Linked DNA regions of Sus scrofa: region 1 is linked to region 2. The links are chromatin contacts, called in public Hi-C maps. All regions are on one chromosome and are shown on one strand. The core of a region is the stretch at or near the end of the contact, and the rest is flanking DNA. Distances in the headings are between cores, read along the strand shown. Region 1 overlaps PIP5K1B (phosphatidylinositol 4-phosphate 5-kinase type-1 beta). Region 2 has its middle 86 kb from the start of TMEM252.

Region 1 (6,531 bases), core at 1,109-3,608, 180 kb before region 2:
GAGTCACACTGTATCTCTGTCTAACAGATGATGCCCTGGTTTCTTAGGAGGTGGAGAGGAAGGACCTGTTGGCAAGGAAACAGTTGCTTCCTTCCTGAGCCAAGGAAAACCAAGGTGACAGATGGGCAGAGCAGAAAAGCAGCCAAAAGATGCTCTGGCTCCTTGCTGGCAAGGATTTTCACTGAGGCATGACTGGATATCATAAAGATTATTAATGATTGAGAGCAATTCATCTGCCTGGGTGTTCTGCTGAAGTTCAACAGGGCTTCCCACACATTTTCTGTATTGAAAAAATTTAATGTTTGCAGTGGTACAAAGAACCTGGCCTCAGCCTATGTACAGTGGGCCAAGACTGTAAGGCACTGTCCCATTTCACATTAGGATTATGCCCCAAAGAATACCTTTTTTAGCTTAAAAAAAAAAAGAAAGAAAAATCCTGTATAGGAGTTATATTTTTATGACTTATGGATTTACTATTAAAATTTCATTAGAAAATGTTTTTTAATATTTACTTTTATATATTTAATTTTAAAAGATTTGGTGCAAATTTTTGTATTTTGTTCCTTTATCACCCTCTCCCAATCCACTTCTGTACTAGAAAATTAAATATTTGAGGATTCCTGGGTAAAATAGACAACCACTGGATGGATATAACTAACAGTTAAAAAACAAGTGTACATAGGTAAGTTACTGTACTTCATCAAATAGAAATTAGCAATCACTGAAAATAACATTAAAAAATTAGTGTGGGCATGAAGTATGGAATTTTAAAACATCAGTTTACTATGCTGATTAATTCAACATTTATATTTGCATCAGAACTTAATAATCCCATAAATAAATAGAGCTCTCAGTTATTTTAAAAAATCAAGGGATAACATATGTATTTAGACATATTAGCAGCATAAAGATGTATGCTTCAACACACTTATTGGGAAAACGTCTGAAAATATTACTACACTGAAGTCAAGGGCATCTGCAGGAACCTGACATAAAGTTCTCTAGAATAACAACATTTCAGGAAATTCCAAAAAAGGAAAAGGGTCAAATAGGAAATAGCCTCAAATTAATCGACAAAGTTCAGTGCTTGCTCCAGCTTGATTTTTCTCTCCATTGCAAAGACAAAAACAAAACCGAGTCTCAGGATGGGTGGGTGAATCACTTAGATGAAAGTTCATCTACTGGAATAAATGGAGACGCCGCTTGGGCAGGCGATACAGGAGAGTCGGTGGTAGTGCTGACTTTCGCTGGTGAGTTACAAGAAGATCCGGCACTGCTGCTGTTTCCATCAAGGGTATCGGAAGATACACACACACCAGGATCTGACAGTTGTGCAACGTCAGAAGAAAGCATGTTGGTGATGCCCTGGAAAAATCTCTTTGGCTGATATTCAGTTTCCATTTCACATTTTCTTTTCAATGGTCCAAGAACACTTGGTCTAATGCAATTAATGGGACTCTGGCTTCTGCGGGTAGTAAATCGGGTCGTTGGGCTGGGAATAGGACTTGGAGGCAATCCATTGCTACTCACAAAACTTTGCAAAGACGGTGAAAAACACTGCTTTCCAATTCCCCGGGTGGGTGACGGTGCTGGTGACACTGGAATGAAATCAATGCGTTTCGGGGAGGCGGATTTCTCCACGTCGTTGTCACTCAGGCTGAAACTTTCCTCCCAGGAGTGGCTTATCTGCATTGCGTTCTGCACCTCGCGCTCGTGGACCGTCTCTCGGTTGATCAAGTCCATGCCCTCCTCTTGTTTGATCTGGTGCAAGCGGCTGCTGTGCATGCGGACGGGGGAGGCTGGTAGCAGCAGGCCGTGGCGGTTCGGGAACGTTGTGCTGTTCCGCCTGGCGCTCGGCGCCTCGGCCTGGAACACCGGCGAAGTGTCACTGAGGCCGTGGATGAGGGGGGCGCTGTTAGACCTCCTGAGGCCCCCGCCGCCACCACTGCCGCCGCCCTCCGCCGGGCTCCCACCCGTGCCCGGAGGCAGCTCCAGGTCTAGCTCCATCTTCTCCTGAGCCATGTCGGGGGCAGGGAGGCGGGGGCGGTGCTCAGTCAGAGACCTAGGATTCCCATTCCCCGCAATACAGGGCCGCCGCCGCCACCACCGCCACCGCGAATCTGTCAGCGGGCTCGTGCCTTGCGCATGCGTGTCTCTTTGCGCAGGCGCCCTGAGCTGTCTCTCCTCACAGCGCCTGCTTAATGCGTAATAGCCGCGCCGCAGGCCTGGCGGGAGGGGCGAGGAATGTTTGGGCAGCCAGTGGGCACGTTCCTTCCGCTAATAAGCACTGGGCGCAAACTTGCTTTAATGCCTGTTAATGTTAAGGAGTATATACTTATAAAATATAAACAAACATATTCAGGAGTATATTTTTATAAAATAAGAGCTCTGAGAGAGAGGCCCCTGGCGGTGTGGGACTGTATGATGAGGAGTAATATTTGGCCTAACAAGAAAGGGCTTCCCTGAGGAAGGGACATCTCCTGAGATCCCAAGAAGCCTGAGAAAAGGATGCGGTGTAGAACTGCTTGGGAAGCAGAGAAGAGAGTGGCTGGCAGGAACCAGGAAGGAAGGGAGGGAGTGAGTGTGGCCTGGAGTGGAGGGTGAGCTGGGTGGGACCTAAGGTTGGTAGAGCAGGGTCGGTCCTGAGAACAATGAAAACGTGGAAGTTTTTCCTGCATGGAAAACTGAAAGCAACTGAAAGAATGAAAGGACTCAAGTCTGGAGAAGACATTAAAATCTTCGGAAAAAAGCCAGAGAGGAGGCCACCCTCTAGGCCCTAGATGATGGTAATCTGCACAAGGTGGTACGTGGGAGAGGAGTTGGAGAGAATGGTAAATCAGAACTATTTAGGTCACAGGGGAAGAAAACCAACGTGTGTGTAATTCTATTAACTATTTACTATTGTTTTACTTATAGTCATTTCTGGCACAGGCATATGTGCTCAATCATGTTCATAATGAGGGATGAAATGAAGGGAAAACCAACGGGTCCTCAAATGTAATGAAAACACAATAGTTGGCTAGTGTGATTAATATAAACTTTCATATCTCATTACAAATCGGTTTGTATTTATTCTTTTTTTTTTTTTTTTTTTTTTTTTTTTTTTTGGTTTTTAGGGCCATACACATGGCATATGGAGGTTCCCAGGCTAGGGGTCAAATCGGAGCTGTAGCTGCCAGCCTACACCACAGCCATAGCAACGTGGGATCTGAGCCAAGTCTGCAGCCTACACCACACCTCACTGAAACACGGGATCCTTAACCCACTGAATGAGGCCAGGGATGGAACCTGCAACCTCATGGTTCCTAGTCAGATTCGTTTCCACTGTGCCATGATGGGAACTCCGGTTTGTATTTATTCTTTCATGTACTCAGTCATATTTTTTTCTATGTACCAATTATGTGCCAGGCACTGCAGTGGTAGGAATTAGGCCCTAATGTTTAGGACATTTAATTTCTCCTGGAGGGTGGGGAAGGATAAATGTGTAGGCTATTTTCAGATAGTGGCAAATCTTAGGAATAAATGGAGTGGAAAAAATAGAGCAGCACTGGTAGGAAGGAGGGGCCAATCAGATAAAACTGAGATCTAAATGATAAGAAGCAATCATGTTGACATCTGGGGGATAAATATTCCAACCATAGAGAATAGCAGGTGCAAAGATCCAAGGCAGACATGGGTGTGGTCAGCTGGCAAGAAAAGTAAAAAGGGCCCTACAGCTGAAGTATAAGGGGGAGAGTGGTATGAGGAGGTAAAGGAGTTTGGATCTTACAAGTGTTATGAGAAGCAACTGAGGAGTTTCAAGCAGGAGAATGATATTATCTGGTTTAAGTTTTAAATATCACTTTGGCTCTGTGGAAGATAGGCTGAAAGAGGGCAAGAGTGGAGAGAGAAAGATGGATTAGGAACCTATGGCAACATTTCAGGTAAGAGAGTATTTTCTATCTAGGATTCTACCTGTGATGACAGGGAGAAGTAGATGGATTCAGGATATGTTTTGTAAAGCAAACCAATAGGATGTGCAGACAGATTAGATTTAGATGGCAAAAGAAATAGATAATTCCAAGGCAGCTCATGGATGTTTTACTTAAATTGGGTAGAGGGCAGTATAATTTACTGGGATAGAGAAAGTACATTTAGAGGAGTAAAAATTAAGAGTTCTGTTTTGGTTGATTTGAGTTGGAAGTGTTCATTAGATATCCATGTGTCTATCTGAACTGAAAGAGAGCTTAGTGATTTTTGTTCAGCCCTCTTTTTGCAACTGAAGGAAGAAAGATCCAGGGAGGCTGGCAGTCAGCATCACATAGCTTATTTAATAGTGGAAACCAGTACTAGAATCCAGTATGAGAATCCTAGTCCCTGCCCTTTTCACTGTATCTCAAACAACTTTTAATTTGAAGGCCCTGTAAAACACAGATTCTGCTCATGAAATAAGGTAGATTATTCATACCTATAATTAATAGAAACTGACTTAAGCTTTCCAAGTGCCAGACACTATTCAAAGTGGATCACCTATAGAATCTCATTTAATCCCCACCATAACCCTATCAAGTAGGTATCACTATTCCACTTTGCAGGGGAAACTGAGACGCAGGGATTAAGTAATGCAGCCAGGGTGACAAGACATAGTGGGACCTGGTCTTTCTGGCTCCAGAGCATGGACATGAGGTAGCGCCCTCGACATGCAGACTAGGAGAAACCACATCCAGACTGTTCATACCTTTGTGAGTACAATAGTATTTCAGACAGAATTTGAAGACAGGTACGATTTTCATAGAGAGATAAATTAAAGTTGGAGTCTGAGAATTGGAGTTCCAAATGGCAGGCAAAAGTTCTGAATGCCAGGCAAAAGTGCTGCATTTAACATGTGGGGCAATAGGGAGCCAATGAAGGTTTTTGACAAGAGAAATGACACAGTAAGAGCTATGCTTTAGGGCCTGACAGATGGATCACAGATAGAGGAAGGATATAATGTAGAAAGAACCAACCTTTTCTAAGTGCCCAATGCTTCCAGGCTCTTTAAACACTCTCTAGTCCCACTTCTCACTGTAATCCTGTAAAGCAGATACTGCTGCTCTCATTTTACAAAGAGACAACTGAGTTTCAAAAACTGCAAAAGGCCCTACATGGAGGAACACAGATCTGGACCAATTAGCATCAAGATCTCACTTCAAAACCTATATTCATTTTGTTGCTTTCCCTTTGAATTAAAGATGAAAATCTGCAAGTTAATTCCAAGATGAAAGGAGGGTCTAAAGTTGAGAACGGCAAAAAACTGAAGAGGATGTGGAGAGAGGAAGATAATAACCCTGACTGCTTGGATGTACAAAGGATGAAGAGAGAAGTCACAAATGACTGAAGTTCAGGAGCAACTGAAAGAATGGTACAAACATTTTAAATAAAAACAAGAGCTTCCAGAAGAAAATCTGTATTAGATGGGTAGAAAAAAAGCATTAAGTATAGAGCTAATTTTTATAATATCCATAGCATATTGCTAATTTGTATATTACTAAATCATTTCTACTGGGCCACCATTGTTCATGTCTGGATAAATACAATGGTTATCTTTACCAACAAAGTACAGAGATGGTGATAACCACAAAATCAAACATCTATGCCATTTGGTTCTTACCTGAACATACCTGTTAGAAATCTTCACTCATTTTTGTGTGTCTACCCTTGTTCCTACAGTCAATTCTATACCCAATGTTCAAGGTCATCCTTGAAATAAGACATGAATAGTCACTTCCCTCTTCAAAATCCTTTGGTGGGTTCCCACTCAGAGAAAAGGGCAAGGCCATTACAAGGACCTACTGAGCCCTATCTGGGTCCCTGCCATTCCTCTGCTTGCCCATTTCTAATTGCTCCGCCGCCCCCCCACCCCAACCTCAATGCCTTCAACTATAGACGCCTCCTTACTGTCCCTCAACTGGCCAGGCATGCTCCCTCCTTCACTTAGCTTACCCTCCTTCAAGTGGGCATCTACACTACTCCATCCCTCAGCTCTCTGCACAAATGTCATTGACCAAAAGGCTTTCCCTGACCTTCCCTTTATAAAAAGCAACATCAATTCCCAACACCAAACCTATACTCCCATACCCCTTACTGTTTTCATTTCCCTTCAGAGCCCACATGACAGACAATAGGTATACAATATTTTTCTTTCTTGTTTATCCTTAAGAAGGCAAACTCTATGATTGCTTTTTTCCCTGCTATACCTCTAGTATCTAGAACAGAGCTTCACACATAGCACTCAGTAAGTTGTTGTTGAATCATTGTGCAAGTGAAGGATGGATGAATGAATGAATGGACTGATATAGCTTTGTCTAAAAGGGAAGAAAATTCTAGCATTTGAAAATCCAGCGTAACAGGCTTTTCTAGACTGATTCTAAGTGCTCTTTGATAGTTCTTTTGCTCATATTGAGAATATCATTATTAGCTGTAGCACCCTCCAGCCCAAGCAGGTAGGCTACTTGAATGAACCATTTTGTGAACTAAGACGTTTAAGTCCTAAGTTTCCATTCTTTTTTAACC
Region 2 (6,829 bases), core at 1,757-4,256:
TTCTGTTTTGAAGCATCTGAAAGAAATCATGAGGGAAAACACTTTGCAGAAGGATATTCCTCATTTCCTATGGTCATGACAGTCTGGAATAGGAATTCAAGTTTGGATCTAAGTTCAGGGAAAAAGTAATTCTTTTCTTGTTTTTATTTTTCTTTCATAAAAGTTCTATAGCTGCAGTATACACCCACATGCACGCACACATATTTTTTTAAAAAAACAAGCAAAATCTATCATCAGCCAAAGGTAGCTCATGGGAGGCCAAATGAGACATCTCCTCAGAACTTCAAAAAGGGAAACGAGATCAACACTTCAACTCCAAGAGGTGAATTAACAAAATTGCTCATAGGCTCCTCAAAAATTCCCAAAACAGCCATGTGACTGCAGGAAAACCTTCGACTTTAGCAAACGCATGAAAGGAATCGATAATAAGGGGGTCACGAACTACTGAGCACATGCAAGGGAGAGAAAGGTAGAGGAAGGCTTTGGCAGTGCTTGGCTTGGAGGTACCAGCCAAAGTGAGGCAAAGATAAAGAGAACAGGGAGAACTCAGAACTGGAAAAGTCCTGGTTCAAGGATACTTTGAATTTTGTTGTTATGTTCAGCATAGGGAGAACTCCAGTTCCTTTAACACCCCATCTGCCCTGTGCACAAACAATGATGGTACCTTCCAGGAGAAAAAGGAGAGAGAAATATACTCCAACTTTGCGCCCCTCCCCCCACCCAAACTTCATTGAGGCTTCATGTAAATGAAGGAATGGCAGTTGTTTCCCCCTCATTCACTGTACCTTTGAACAGGATTCAGTGTAACCACAATTTAATGTTCATGTCATCCTGGCACTAATGAGGTTGGTCTATTTCAGCATTTATTGACAAGGAGGAAATGGCAGGCAGGCAGGTGTCCAGAGCACCAACCACTAAAAGGACAATTTCCTCTGTGTTTGTAACAGGTGGAATGTTTCAGCTGATAGGACTCTATTCTTTGGAGATATTTCCTCAACAAAGCTCAGTTTGATTTTCAAATTTGCCAAGCAGATCCACTCCCCCACCTTTTGTTGATATTCTTTCCTCTGATCCGTCCAGTTTTAAAATCCTAGACTCAAGGTCAAGTTACTTCATTTATTTTTTTGTTTATCAAATGCCTATGGAGCACATGTTGTGGGCCAGGCACTGTTTTAAAACAGTAACTCATTTAAGCCTCCTGTTAGCCGTATGAGGTAGGGGCCACTCTCATCCTCGTTTTACAGCTGGGGAAACTGAGATATTGAGTGGTTAAGAAACCTGACCAAGTAAGCGGCAGATGCAATAGTCTTGACCACTTTGCTGGGTGCTTTCCTTTTAGGTATGTGCTGATGTAATCGGCACCTCTTGGTTGTACCATTGTTAATTCTCCCGATCTCTGGGGGAATACGTTTTCCTGAGTGGGAGAGGCAGGGAGGGAGTTTTAAGGCAATGCATATTGCTAAGTGGGATGGAAAAAGAAGATGCACCATGGCTACTCTGTTAACCTCAAGACATGGTTGAAATCAGTTGTCTCAAGGAATCTAGTTCTTAGTTCCCTCGTATGAAGTTTGAGGGCTCCCATTTCAAAAACAGTTATGCAAATTCAGAGAGGAAAACCCATGTTAGCAGTTATCTCATCCCCTGAAATACAGCATCTGTGGATCTGAAATGTCCAGAAATGTTGTGGATTTAACTGAAATCAAGGATAAGTTCCTTTTTGGGAGTTCCCTTTGTGGCACATCGGAAAGGAATCTCACTAGTATCCATAAGGAGGCAGGTTTGATCCCTGGCCCTGCTTAGTGGGTTAAGGATCCAGCATTGCTGTGAGCTGTGGTATAGGTCAAAAATGCTGATCAGATCCTGAGCTGCTGTGGTGTAGGCCAGCAGCTGCACCTCTGACTTGATCTGTAGCCTGGGAACCTCCATATGCCACGGGGTACGGCCCTAAAAAGCGGAAAAAAAAAAAAAAAGAAAAAGAACAAGTTCCTTTTCTGATGTTAAGAAAATTTCTCAGAGTTCTATGAGGATGCAGGTTTGATCCCTGGCCTTGTTCACTGGGTTAAGGATCCCGCGTTGCCATGAGCTGTGGTGTAGGTTGCAGACACGGCTCGGATCCTGCGCTGTTGTGGCTGTGGCATAGGCCAGCAGCTAACTGGTCTGATTTGACCCCTGGCCTGGGAACCTCCACATGCCCAGGTGCAGTCCTAAAAAGACAAAAAGCAAACAAAAACAAAAACAAAAAACATAATAAGTTCCTTTTCTGATGTTAACAAAATTTCTCAGAGTTACATTATGGTTCAGAGGTAACAAACCAGACTGGGATCTATGAGGAGGTGGGTTTGATCCTTGGTCTCGCTCAGTGGGTTAAGGATGGGTTAAGGATCCGGCTGTGAGTTGTGGTGTAGGTTGAAGGCATGGCTCCAATCTGGCATTGCTGTGGCTGTGGCTGTGGCTGTGGCATAGGCCAGCAACTGCAGCTCTGATTCAGCTCCTAGCCTGGGAATTTCCATATGCTGCAGGTGCAGCCCTTAAAAAAAAAAAAAAAAAAAAAAAAAAAAAAAAAAAAGAGAGAGAGAGAGAGAAAGAAAGAAAGGAAAAATTTCTTTACCTGAAAGAGTTATTATTACTTGTATGTGATTAGCGGGTTGACCATACAGGTCATTGTCCAGACTGCAAGATTTTTAAGAGTAAAGGGGGCATTATTAATAATTATGTGAGGACAAACTGGCATTAAACCAAGACACAACTTGGCAAATGGGAGATATGGTTACTCTAATGATAAATGAAACTAGAACTAGCATCTTGGGTGTATATGTATATGTCTGTTAACCCCATACACTTAATTTACCCCTCTCCCCAGAACTAGCATCTTCAAGCAATGACAAAGGTTTTAATCTGGATAAGCCCAACTAGGATATCATGTGACACCCTTGCTGTGCTTGTCCTGGGTTGGCACTTGATAAGTCAGCCAGGTTTTGTAAATGCTGTGGGAGCTCGTGGTAGTCCTGATAAGAACTGCATGGGGCCACTGCAGACCGGCTCTGTGAGTCACTGATACAGTCACTTAACAGAGCAGCTGAAACCCCACAAAGCTAGGCCAGGTTAGTGGATGAACCCAGGGGCTTGCTAATTTTCAACAGATGACCAAGTGCCACCTGAACATCCACATGGATTTTTTTCTGAGCCCACTTGATATGCTCTAGCTCAGTGGAGGGTGACAGGATGTCAAGGAGACTTGAAACCCTGTCAACCGAATGACAGCTGAAGAAAATGGGAACATACTGCTTGGAGAAGGAAAACAGGGGGGCCCTCCAGGGGTGGCATCAGATAGCTGACTCCCTGCAGTGTGCAAGAAGGAATAGGCTTATCTTGAGTTGTTCAGAGAGTGGAACAAAACGGAAACTCCGGGCAATCAGATCTTGGCTCAATTTAAGTGAGTGAGCCTTTTTTGTTGTGCTGGTGGTTTTACTTTTGGGAGAAATGTTTTAAAATGGCATGTATTCTTTAGGAAAAAAAAAAAAAAAACACCACAAACTATAACGAAACACACATGGTAAAATGTAAAAGCTTTCCTCTTTCCTCCTGTTACTATTTCCTGCTACCCAACACCATCCCCCTGGAATAGCCTGATAGTCATCCTCCCACAGCCCTCTCTTTGCACGTGCAAACACACTATCTGTACATATACATATACATACTCTACATTTGCAGGTAATCCTGCTCTATTTTTTATTCTTTTTTGTTTGTTTGTTTGTTTGTTTTGTCTTTTTGCCATTTCCTGGGCTGCTCTTGCGGCATATGGAGGTTCCCAGGCTAGGGGTCGAATGGGAGCTGCAGCCACCGACCTACGCCAGAGCCACAGCAACGCAGGATCCAAGCCGCGTCTTCGACCTACACCACAGCTCACGGCAATGTTGGATCCTTAACCCACTGAGCGAGGCCAGGGACCGAACCTGCAACCTCATGGTTCCTAGTCGGATACATTAACCACTGCGCCACAAAGGGAACTCCCAGATTATTATTTATTTATTTATTTTGCTATTTCTTGGGCCACTCCCACGGCATATGGAGGGTCCCAGGTTAGGGGTCTAATCAGAGCTATAGCTGCTGGCCTACGCCAGAGCCACAGCAACGTGGGATCCGAGCTGCGTCTGCAACCTACACCACAGCTCACGGCAACACCGGATCGTTAACCCACTGAGCAAGGGCAGGGACCGAACCTGCAACCTCATTGTTCCTAGTCAAATTCGTTAACCACTGCGCCATGATGGGAACTCCCTTTTCTTTTCTTTTTAAAAAATAGCCATAAAATGGGTATATCTCAGGGTATGGTGAGAGGAGCCCTCATTTCTGAATGATGTGATACAAAGATGCCTTGCTAAAAGGATTGGAAACAGTCAACTGTGATTTTAATTATTGACAGCACTTTTTTTTTTTTTTTGTCTTTTTAGGGCAGCACCCAAGTCATAAAGAGGTTCCCAGGCTAGGGGTTGAATCAGAGCTGGCTACACCACCACAGCAACACGGGATCCAAGCTACATCTGCGAACTACACCACAGCTCACATCAACGCTGGATCCTTAACCCACTGAGCAAGGTCAGGGATTGAATCTGTCCTCATGGGTGCTAGTCAGATTCGTTTCCGCTGCCCCATGATGGGAACTCTGACTGTACATTTTTGAAGTGTTCCACAATTTTAGTTAACAGGTTTTGACCTTTTTTTTATTGAAATTTTCTTAATAGGTGCCTTGAAAAACAAGTTAATATTTTGTTCCAGTTCTTGTTAGTAAGAGGAAAAATGTTCAAACAATTGAAGCTGTTTGAAAATGGAAAGACTGTCTAGGAGTTTGAACCACTGGCTATGTTTAAGCAGAGGGTAGAGGACCCTCGGTTGGGACACTGCAGGGGAGATTAAAGCCACAGATTGGAAGGCGGGGAGAGAGGTGGACTGAGTGCCATCCAAGATCCATTGCTGCATGCTGAGTCCCTGAGTTCCTGCACATGCTCACCTGTGCTGTGAAACAGGTCCAGGAGGAGCTCTGTGAACAGGAACATCCAAATGGCCCCCGGCCCCTACCTCCACCTGCAGCAGGAACAGCAGGTGCACGCACAGCCAGGCTGGTTCCGGAGGCCGCCCACTGACAGAGGGCTGGTAGACAGGAGCACCTGCTGGTAGCAGTGCTTGTTCCAGCTGCTCTTTAGACTTTGGGAGCTTTCAACTTAGGTTCCTTTATTTTAAAGAAAGCAAATTCTTCTCTAAACACCGCAGGTTCTTAATCGACAGCAAATACTGCACATTCTTTCTTAAGAGCCTGGCAGGGCAGGAAATTACTCCTTCACCTGTTTCCTGTTTGGATATTTCAAGAGGAAATTTAGTGGCTGTGAAAGGTAATATTTTGGTTGCCCTTAAAAAAAGAGACACTGGTTAGATTTTTTTCAGTGTTCAGAACCCCCTATACTTGTAAAGGGGCTTGTATAGGTATTTCTTTTCTTTTTATCTTGAAAAAAAAATACCCCTGCAAAAGACAACATTGAATACTTATATAATCTTACCATTTCACCAGTGATTAACATTCTACCACATTTGCTTTATCTCTCTATATACAAATATACACATTAATATTATTATCAGGAACTATTATGGGATGAATGATTGTGCCCCTCTCTCCCCCAATACACATGTTGAAATTCCAACCCCCAAAGTGATGGTATTGGAGGTGGGACCTTTGGGAGGTGGTTAGGTCATGAAGGCAGAGCCCACATGATTAGGAGCTGTGCTCTTATGAAAGAGATCCCCTAGAGCTCCCTCATCCTTTGACCCTTCCCCTATGTGAGGACACAAGGAGAAGCCAACGTAGAAGAGTACCCTTACTCAAACATGCTGGCACAATGATCTTAGACTTCTAGCTGCTAGAACTGTGAGGAATCCATTTCTGTTGTTTATTAGTCACCCAGTCTATGGTATTTTGTTATAGCAATCCAAATGGGCCAAGACAGGAAATATTTGATGTAAGTTGCACACACTGTGATACTTCCCACCTGAACATATGGTCAAGGGTCTCCTAAGAACAGGGGTACAGTTTAATGATCCAGTTTAGGACCCTTGACAGTGTATAATACTGTTACTGAATGCAATCATTTTCAAATTTTGCCAATTTTGGCCTTGAGAACATGTTTTCCCAGTCTAGGATTGCATGGTTATACTTCACTGTCATCTTTCTTTAGTCTCTTTTATTGCAGAATGGTTCCTTAGCCTTTGCCTTTTATGAGACTGATATTCTTTTTTTTTTTTTTTTTTTTTTTGTATTTTTGTCTTAATAGGGCATATGGAGGTTCCCAGCCTAGGGGTCCAATCAGAGCTGTAGCTGTCAGCCTATGCCATAGCCACTGCAACTCCAAATCCGAGCTGCGTCTGCAACCTACATCACAAGCTCATGGCAACACCGGATCCTTAACCCATTGAGTGAGGCCAGGGATCCAACACACAATCTCATGCTTCCTAGTTGGATTTGTTTCTGCCGCACCATGACAGGAACTCCAGAGACTGATATTCTTGAGGAGTCCGGGCCAATGGTATTCTATTGCGTCTTTTGATTTGGGTTTGTTTGGTGTTTCCTTTGGACAGGAATCAAATTATGCACATGTTATGTCCTCCTTAGTCTCTCATTGAGAGGTACCTACTGTCAGTTTGTCCTGTTCTTGGTGACAATGACTTTTATCATGGGGTTGAAGTGGTGCCCTGATGATTTCTCCACGTTAGAGGATTTGTTCCCTCTTCACAGTCAATAAATAATTGATGATTAGACATTGGCAGTGTTACCAGATTTTTT

What was found. A called contact is a pair of places that touch in the nucleus more often than the background predicts.
Region 1: a contact with region 2 is called in a Hi-C map of fetal liver, with 2.0 times the contacts expected there. The contact joins two enhancer-like sites. A contact is called at or near these places in 2 of 47 Hi-C or Micro-C datasets (fetal liver and fetal skeletal muscle).

The regions. Positions count from the first base shown.
Region 1 is chr1:222,115,353-222,121,883 of Sscrofa11.1, reverse strand. All of the region lies in intron 1 of PIP5K1B (phosphatidylinositol 4-phosphate 5-kinase type-1 beta), which reads right to left. It overlaps FAM122A (protein FAM122A), which reads right to left. Exons shown (of 2, transcript XM_021085089.1): 2 at 1-2,277. The coding sequence ends at 1,159. Among named protein-coding and RNA genes, the nearest start is that of FAM122A, 4.3 kb to the right of the region's middle. Within about 2 kb of position 2,358, at least 77 of the 83 cell types and tissues checked have an H3K27ac peak or open chromatin away from gene starts, as enhancers often do. A contact at or near this core is called in fetal liver, where this site is marked.
Region 2 is chr1:221,931,433-221,938,261 of Sscrofa11.1, reverse strand. No RefSeq gene overlaps it. Among named protein-coding and RNA genes, the nearest start is that of TMEM252, 86 kb to the right of the region's middle. Within about 2 kb of position 3,006, at least 5 of the 83 cell types and tissues checked have an H3K27ac peak or open chromatin away from gene starts, as enhancers often do. A contact at or near this core is called in fetal liver, where this site is marked.